Linked DNA regions of Zea mays: regions 1 and 2 are each linked to region 3. Evidence: chromatin contacts called from public Hi-C data. All regions are on one chromosome and are shown on one strand. The core of a region is the stretch at or near the end of the contact, and the rest is flanking DNA. Distances in the headings are between cores, read along the strand shown.

Region 1 (2,700 bases), core at 46-2,545, 360 kb after region 3:
TCGACCACTCCAACAGCTGTCCCTCCGCCAGGCTCCGTCGCGCCTCCGACAGCCACGACATCACGCCAGTAAGGTGCCAAGACCTCTCCGGCTGCCACATTGGCATGTACCTAGGGCGCTAGCTCTCTCTCCGCTAGACACGTAGCACTCTGCTACACCCCCCATTGTACACCTGGATCCTCTCCTTACGACTATAAAAGGGAGGACCAGGGCCTTCTTAGAGAAGGTTGGCCGTGCGGGACCGAGGACGGGACAGGCGCTCTCTTGGGGCCGCTCGCTTCCCTCACCCGCGTGGACGCTTGTAACCCCCCTACTGCAAGCGCACCCGACCTGGGCGCGGGACGAACACAAAGGCCGCGGGACTTCCACCTCTCTCACGCTCGACTCCGGCCACCTCGCCTCTCCCCCCTTCGCGCTCGCCCACGCGCTCGACCCATCTGGGCTGGGGCACGCAGCACACTCACTCGTCGGCTTTGGGACCCCCCTGTCTCGAAACGCCGACACTAGTCTTTTGAGCTCAAGTCTGGGTCTTGTGTGTGCGTATTTGCTGTGATCTTTGTGTTTTGTGTGAGTTGCTCATCCCTCCCTTACTCCGTGATTCTTTGTGAACATCAAAAGTGTAAGGGCGAGAGGCTCCAAGTTGTGGAGATTCCTCGCGAACGGGATAAGAAAAGAAAAGCAAAACACTGTGGTATTCAAGTTGATCATTGGATCACTTGAGAGGAGTTGAGTGCAACTCTCGTCCGTTGGGACGCCACAACGTGGAGTAGGCAAGCGTTGGTCTTGGCCGAACCACGGGATAAACCACTGTGTCATCTCTGTGTTGAACTCTTTGTGGTTATCGTATTGTGCAAGATCTTCTCTCTAGCCACTTGGTGATTATTGTGCTAACACTTAACCAAGTTTTGTGGCTTAAGTTTTAAGTTTTACAGGATCACCTATTCACCCCCCTAGGTGCTCTCAGTTACCGTTATTAAGCCATTTTCCACATTAATAATTCAATCACCGTTAATAAATGAGATTAATCTATACCATCTATTCTTAACAAAGAAAAAAAGGAAAAAAATCGATACAGGGCCTTGAATTATGTGGGCCCTGCCCTGAGCTCTAATATTGATTTGTGCCTAATTTCAAAGGCACCTACTCATGGCATAATGTGGGATCAAATCTTCATGCCATCCAACAACCAGGGAAACCCTCATACCTTTTGCAGAGGTTTTGCCGAGTCAATGATATATTTTGCTGAGTGCGGTGACTGGTGAGCCAAGCCCCGAAGCTAACACACAGCTTAGCTATAAGGCACCGAAAAGCACAAATTTATATATTTTTCTGATTATGAGAAACGGAGAGAAATGTTTTTTTCCCGCTGGCTTGCGCATGCCACATTGGGCTGCTACTGCCCAAATCACATGAGCCCACCCTGGCATTCACACTGGACATGGACACAAGCCCAGCAGACCCTTGGAACATGAAAACGGTGGTCAGATTACGCGGCATCGACTTGGTCTGGTCAACGAAATGCGGGTCGTCCAAGCTCCCCCGATTGACTGGCAACTGGCATGTGTATTTTGCAATCCAACCATGGCCTGAGCAAGAAACGGACCTGGAGGACACATGACCTTTGTTCTCTTCCATTACCTCATCTCCTGTGCTCCGATCCGATCATCCACTCCTGTGCAGATAGTGGACCGATCTGATGTGCTTATCAGCATCTGTAGGCGTTCGCCAGTGAGAGAGTAGTACTCGAGAGACCTATCGCAACAATGGCAGAGATGGTCGGGTCCGTCGTTGTCGGCGAGGTGGTCAACCGGACCTTCTCCTTCCTCATCAGCAAGCACAGCAGGGAGCGCCTGAGCACGCGGGAAGGCGTCGAGCGGCTGGAGATGGCGCACATCAAGATGGAGGCCGCGCTGGAGCTGTCCAGCCGCTGGCAGCACCACGCCACCGACGCCGACGCGTCCCTGCTCCGCTGGCGCCGGAAGCTGAGGCGCGCCGCGGACGAGTGCGACGCCGCGCTGCACCGGTGGAAGCTGCGGGAGCTGCAGGAGGAGGACGCCCGCGAGAGGCTGGCCCGGGCGCCGCTCCCGCGCCGCGTCGCGCACGCGGTCCTCTGCTTCCTCTCGGCGCTCCTGCTCCTCGCCCGCGCCCGCGGCGGCGGCGGCGACGACGACGCGTGCTCCCACGCCTGTGCCGCCGTCCGGAGGTTCGAGAGGCTGGCCAGCGGCGCCGCCGAGTTCCTCAGGTGCGTGGAGTTCGGCAGCGCGCCGCGGAGGTGCGGCGGCCTGTTCGGTGGCGGCCCCGTCGCTGGGAGGCTCGCGAGCTACGAGAGGCTGCAGCTGGGAGCTCCTCAGCAGCACCGTTTCTTGGGCGTCGGGCCCGCAAGTCCGGCGGAGGTTTGGGCGGACAGCAAGCCCTGCCGTGCTTACCCCAATCGTAGGCCGTCGTCGGGGAAGAAACTGCTGCTGGTGTGAAAAATGGCGAAGGCAACAGGAATACAGGATACACGATCTGCTCCGGTTCCAGACTTCCAGTCAAGCCAGCCAAGCAGGGCCATGTCACAGCAGCTCTGGCAGGAGGTTCCGTCTGGGCTCCGGACCGGAGAGCGCGCGGTCACTCTCAACTCCATGTGACGTTCGTATCTGCGCTGAAGGCGACAATTTTATGGCCCAACTTGTACACTGTACACCGTTGAAGTTCATC
Region 2 (2,700 bases), core at 57-2,556, 300 kb after region 3:
TGTTGGTGCTTCTGAATAATCGGCCCAACCCAACCCAACAGTCCTACAAGGAGAAGAAAATACTCCCACCAGTAGCACGAAACCAAGGATGTAACAAAGTGTGCGCGGAAAATGGAGGCATAACAATATAGTATAATAATATATAAATAGCAATAAATCTGAACATTACAGGGGCAAGTGTCCCACAGTAACCACACTCATGTCATCTCTGGCATAAAGCTAAAAAGAATGCATCCGCACAAGTGAATCGATCGATGTGATGTGGGTCCTACACAGAAGAAACGCATTCGCCAGAGCCATCCGAGATCTAGGCGAGCAGAGCCGCCGCACCCAGCGCCACCGCGACGGCCGACGACACCATCACGCCCGCCTGTGTCCTCCCTGCGGCGCCCTGCACGGCATACCAAAACGTTCTGACCGCGTTAGGCTGATAAACAAACCAATTCGTCGTAACATGTGAAGTTTTGCACGCGATCAGAGGACAGGTCGTCAGGGTTCATCAGGCATTCGCTCGGGTTATTTTTATGTTTCGTGCGCGATCAGAGGACACTGTCATTGAGGCAGAGAGGAACGGTAATAAATGTGGCTAGCAAGCGTACCGCGGTGTCGGCAGCGGCGGCGGCGTCGCCACTGGGTCCGGGGGCCTCGGCCGCGGACGTGGGCGCGTCGGCGGTCTTGGGCTTCTTCGCGACGGGGGCCGGAGCAGGGGCAGAAGCGCCCTTCTTCTTCTTCGTCTTGTCCTTGGAGGAAGACGACGGCTTCTTCTTCTTGGCGGGCGCGGGGGCGGGGGCCTCGGCGGGCTTGGTCTCCGGCGCCGGCGCCGCGGAGGGCACCTCGGGCACGGGCGCGGGAGGCGCGGCGGCCGGAGGTGTCGCCGCGGGGGGAGTGGCGACGGGCGCAGGCGCGGCAGCGGCCGGGGCCGGGGCGGCGGCCTTGGTGTGGGGCGCGGGGGCCTTGGGCTGCGGCTTGGCTGGCGCCGCTGCGGGGGCCGGGGTGGTTGGCGCGGCGGCCGGCGCTGCTGATGGGCTACTGGCCTTGGAGGAGGACTTGGGAGCGGGCGCAGCCGGGGTGGCGGACGGCGCGGCGGTGGGCGTGTCCTTGGAGGGCTTGGGCGGCGCCTTGGCTGGCGCGGCCGCGGGGGACTGCGCGACGGAGCTAGTGGCGAAGAGCAGGCAGAGGAGCGCGGCGTAGAGGACGACGGTGGCCCGCGCCGCCATTGCGAACGTTGTGAGCGCGCTGCTGCTGCTGCTCTGCTCTGTGGTGCTGTGCCTGTGCGAGTGCCAACCGTGGGAGGCTTGGGGCGGAGAGCGAGTGTGCCAGTGCCACGCGCAGGATAAGTAGGCGGAGACTCGATGCAGTGCAGGACTGCAGGTGCAGCGCGGCTTGGGGGCTCGCGGACGGGACGAGACAGCCGGGAACCGCACGGACGGACGCGGCCACGTGGTGGGGTGGCGTCGTAGCGTGCCGTTGGGGTGCTGCATTCCGTTGGGCCGGTAGTTGCGCGCGGAGCCAGACAGAGGCAGGCCAGGGCGCTCGCTCGCTGTCGCTTTCGCTGGGTTCCGAGGGGACGCCACGGCTGTGTCGGGAGCCGTTGCTGCGGAGTGTCGGCGGGGTTTCCGGACAGAAATAATGACCCACGCATCGTGGGTTCCTTCCCTCCTCCATCAGTCCATCCCAAGATGAAGGTGAAGCCAAGGCGAAGGTCAGGTCCTCCTGCCTTGACGCCAGCATAGCCCCAGTTTGGTTTGGAAAATTTAATCACTTCTAGTCTATAAATAAAGAAATAAATATGGTGATTAAAGTGGGATTACTAAACTTTATTTCTTTAGTCACCAAGAGATAACTAAAAGAGACTAAAGTAAGATTTTTACCTTATTTGCTCTCTTCACCTTCTTCTTGCTGCAAACATCTACTAATTAATAGGGATACATCATTATTCACATCAATTAATACTCTTTAGTATGGTTTAGTCACTGAATCTAAATAGGGTATTTTAGTGACTAAACTTTAGTTCGGTGACTACATGAGCCAAACAGGGCACACTTTAGTATGGTTTACACTGTCTGCACTGGTATCCGCCGAACACAGGGGCAGACCCAGAACAAAACAAGAGTGAGGGCACACTTATAAAGATAGACACCAAAATACTAAAACAAGGGCATCTCAATTAAGCTCAGCATGGAATTTAATGGTGAAAATGTAGACACTAAACTTGTAACAAAGCAATGAGCGTGGATCTAAGCTCTCACTCCCTTATATGTAGCTCCGCCCTTAGCCGATTAGCGCTAGGAGAGGCCTGCATATTACGATATAAGAGGAAAAGTGTACAGTCTAGATGACGTGGCTGCATATTACGATATAGGAGGAAAAATTAAGTAGCTGTGAAAAAGTTGTTGTGAGCTGACGATTGTGAAAAACTGAAAAATGTTTAGTTGAAACAACTATTAACTATAGATTTTATAAGAGTGTGACAGCTTATAATATGAATGATAGAAATCTAAAAAATCTAGGGTATGAGGTGATTCTGAATTGAACTAGAGAAATATATTATGCTATTGTACCTGTTTAGTTGAGATTCTAGATTTTTAGTACTGAATCTAGTTAAGAAAGATGAGCCAAACACGCCCTTATATATGCACGGATACTCCGCGTTAGTTAGGCCATATGAAACCCAAACTGGGTACTAGTATAAGTTTGATG
Region 3 (2,708 bases), core at 145-2,644:
TTGTGTGTGTGTGTGTTGTGTTGGGTGGGCCGCCTTCCTTCACTTGTTGTTTGGGACAACAAGAAGGCGCACATCATATGTTCCACCACATGCACGTTTGAAGGAGAAAGGCGCCGAGCTCTCAACCATTTTATAATTTATTACATGAAGAGTACACTAGTAGAAAAAAACCCCTCCAAGCCTACGGAGCCATCTAATTTTTATAGACGGATTCGCTTACCATGTGTCAGTGTTATTTTTACTGACGGTACAGGCGGTTCGTTACGAAAACTGCCTGTATAAAACCGTGATTTGTACAGACGGTTTTCTTAATGAAACGTCTGTACAAATCAATTTCTACAGTTAAGAAACCGTCACTAAAAATTGCATCTAAATTTGTAAGATTTAAAATTCAAATTTTGCAAATGACCTCGGATGTAAAATCTGTCAATGTAGAAGTTGTAGAACTTCAAAAGTTATATAACTTTGTAGTTTACAATATTTTTATTTATATTCGTTTACAGTCTCAAACAAACAATTTACACTTAGTTGATTGTAATATATGGGCAACAAAACTATAGTCAGACAAAAAGAACGTCATATGCGGATCAGTAGATGAGGGTACGCGCGAGAGTAAGGTCGGGTTCGATTCCTAGGAATCGCGTAGCGAGCGAATTCTTCGTGAAAAATGTCGTGACTTGTGATTCGACTGTTTTAAAAACCTGTTTTATGTTTTCTGGAAATAATTTTCACTAACGGTTTTTTACGCGATTTTTACTGGTTTTCTTACATCAATCGTAAGTGGAAATCGATTTTCACTGACGGTCCTCAGTATCCGCATGTAATACTGGTCCCTAACACTGGCGGTTCTGAAAGACGACAATACAAATAGATTCATAACTGCCACTATAGAGCTTCTATGTACCCGTCGCAGAAAGCACGCTGAGGTCAACAAGCAGAGCAATAGGGAAACTCGTGCATCTCTCCTGTCTTGCTCGAACAATAGCCTGGGTGTATCAGCGAGAGATTTTTTGAAAGCTGTTTAGAGGCTCTAACCGTAACTGACCCGAGTTTCAAACATTCCCTAAGCTAATGAAATCCGCCAACTTTCAGATGACCACTCGAATTGTTTCAGACTACTAGTAGCTAAGATCTACGCGCACCCAGACCTGTGTTTTAGACGAAGAAACCTGGCAAGCTAGCTGCAAAAGTATGGTTACTTCTGGACGGGACCACTGAAGCTAGTCGGCAATCGGTGAATCAGATATGAATCATGGTCAGTTACTCAGTTCCAACAGGATGGGGTAGTATGGGCGCATGGCCACATTGCCGAGATAAGGTATGGACATGGAATTATTCGGAGGCCTAGGCAACTGCCCATCTCCTCTGTGAGCCCAAAACCGATGCCTGATGAAAAAGGACAGGGGCCACATAAATGGGCCGGTCCATTTGGATACTGCTGCAGGCCCGGGGCAGTAGTATTGCCAAATGAGGTGGCGGATCTTGCACGAGGGCCGTGCTTCTGTATGCTACACGCTTAAAAACAAAATCGAGGAAAAAAACAGAAGGAGCGACCAGGTAAGCAATACTGAGGGGTCGACGACTATTCTGGCACTTGCTACCGGCGGCGGCACTGGCGACCACTCCGCCATCAGCAAACGGGACTTCCTCCCCGGCGAGCAGGTATGTAAGAGGACCCCGCATCCACCACCCGCTAAGCTGCCCCCGTCTCCGTCCCTCGTATCCCACTCTGTTCCGGCGGTGAGCAAGTCAAGATCCAATCAAGGTAGCCGACCCACACCTCTCCCAGGCAGCGGTCCCGTCGCGGATCTACAGCTTCTTGTAGGCTCCGTTTCAGCAGATCTGAACCCTGATGCTCACAGCGTGGAGCATCATAGCCTAGCCGGCTACAGCACCTCCCTTTGTCACGCCACGAATGGTTCGGCTGCTTCGATGGCAACAATCCTGCGCTCGACAAATCAACAGTCGTCAATCAAGCGCGTGCGCTTTGCTGATCTCGTCAGAGGAAGGGGATCCTCTCCTGCAAGCATTCACTCCCCGCCACCGGCCAAATCCTGCCTCAGATTTGGGCGGCAGGATGTTCCTGCAGTGAACGGCGCTGACCATACCGCTGCTGCTCCCGGGGATTCAATTCCTTCCACTCTGCCCGACCAATCCGGTTCTAGGTGGACAACTGTTCATTACAAGCGCAGACTCCGTCCGGCGGGTGAAGCATTACCTACATCAAATTCAAAGGTACTTTCAAGACGCCCAACAACCAGCGCCTCTCTTAAAATCCCTCGAGCAACCAGCGGGCTACTGGCAAGCATGCAGAATAAATGCTTTCGTTGCCTTGCTCGGGGTCACCGTGCAGCTGAGTGCAGGGACCCGGTGAAATGCTTCAAGTGTGGTCGTTCGGGCCATAAAAGCTGGCACTGCCCTCAGAACTACAAGGCGTCCAAGACCACAACTCCACAACCACCCTCAGTACAGCCACAAGCACCTCCTCCCTCGGATCATTCCAATTTCCCGCCTCTTGGCAATTGGACGATGGCCTTCAGAAGCAGCACCGCAATACGCCCAGAGGAGTCTTTCGCTGTGGCGCACTCTTGCGGCGACATGGACATTGAGTTGGATCATCTGGCCTCTCATGCTGTCTGGGCATGGCTGGGGCGAGACAGACCGGCGATCGGCATCGACGTCATCAAGAAAGCTTTCTGCTCTAGATT

What was found. Hi-C and Micro-C count contacts between places; a contact is called where the count stands out from the background.
Region 1: a Hi-C map of ear shows a contact between it and region 3, with 2.6 times the contacts expected there. The contact joins the promoter of LOC103639069 here to the enhancer-like site in region 3. A contact is called at or near these places in 2 of 25 Hi-C or Micro-C datasets (bundle sheath and ear).
Region 2: a Hi-C map of ear shows a contact between it and region 3, with 2.2 times the contacts expected there. The contact joins the promoter of LOC100286060 here to the enhancer-like site in region 3. A contact is called at or near these places in 2 of 25 Hi-C or Micro-C datasets (ear and tassel).

What each region holds. Positions count from the first base shown.
Region 1 is chr9:130,296,380-130,299,079 of Zm-B73-REFERENCE-NAM-5.0, reverse strand. LOC103639069 reads left to right here and starts at 1,295. Exons shown (of 1, transcript XM_008661862.4): 1 at 1,295-2,700. The coding sequence starts at 1,764. The coding sequence ends at 2,471.
Region 2 is chr9:130,357,902-130,360,601 of Zm-B73-REFERENCE-NAM-5.0, reverse strand. LOC100286060 (transcriptional regulatory protein algP) reads right to left here and starts at 1,306. Exons shown (of 2, transcript NM_001372382.1): 1 at 600-1,306; 2 at 134-391. The coding sequence starts at 1,217. The coding sequence ends at 308.
Region 3 is chr9:130,661,362-130,664,069 of Zm-B73-REFERENCE-NAM-5.0, reverse strand. No RefSeq gene overlaps it. Among protein-coding and RNA genes, the nearest start is that of LOC100278439, 19 kb to the left of the region's middle. Within about 2 kb of position 1,394, at least 18 of the 20 cell types and tissues checked have an H3K27ac peak or open chromatin away from gene starts, as enhancers often do. A contact at or near this core is called in bundle sheath, ear and tassel, where this site is marked.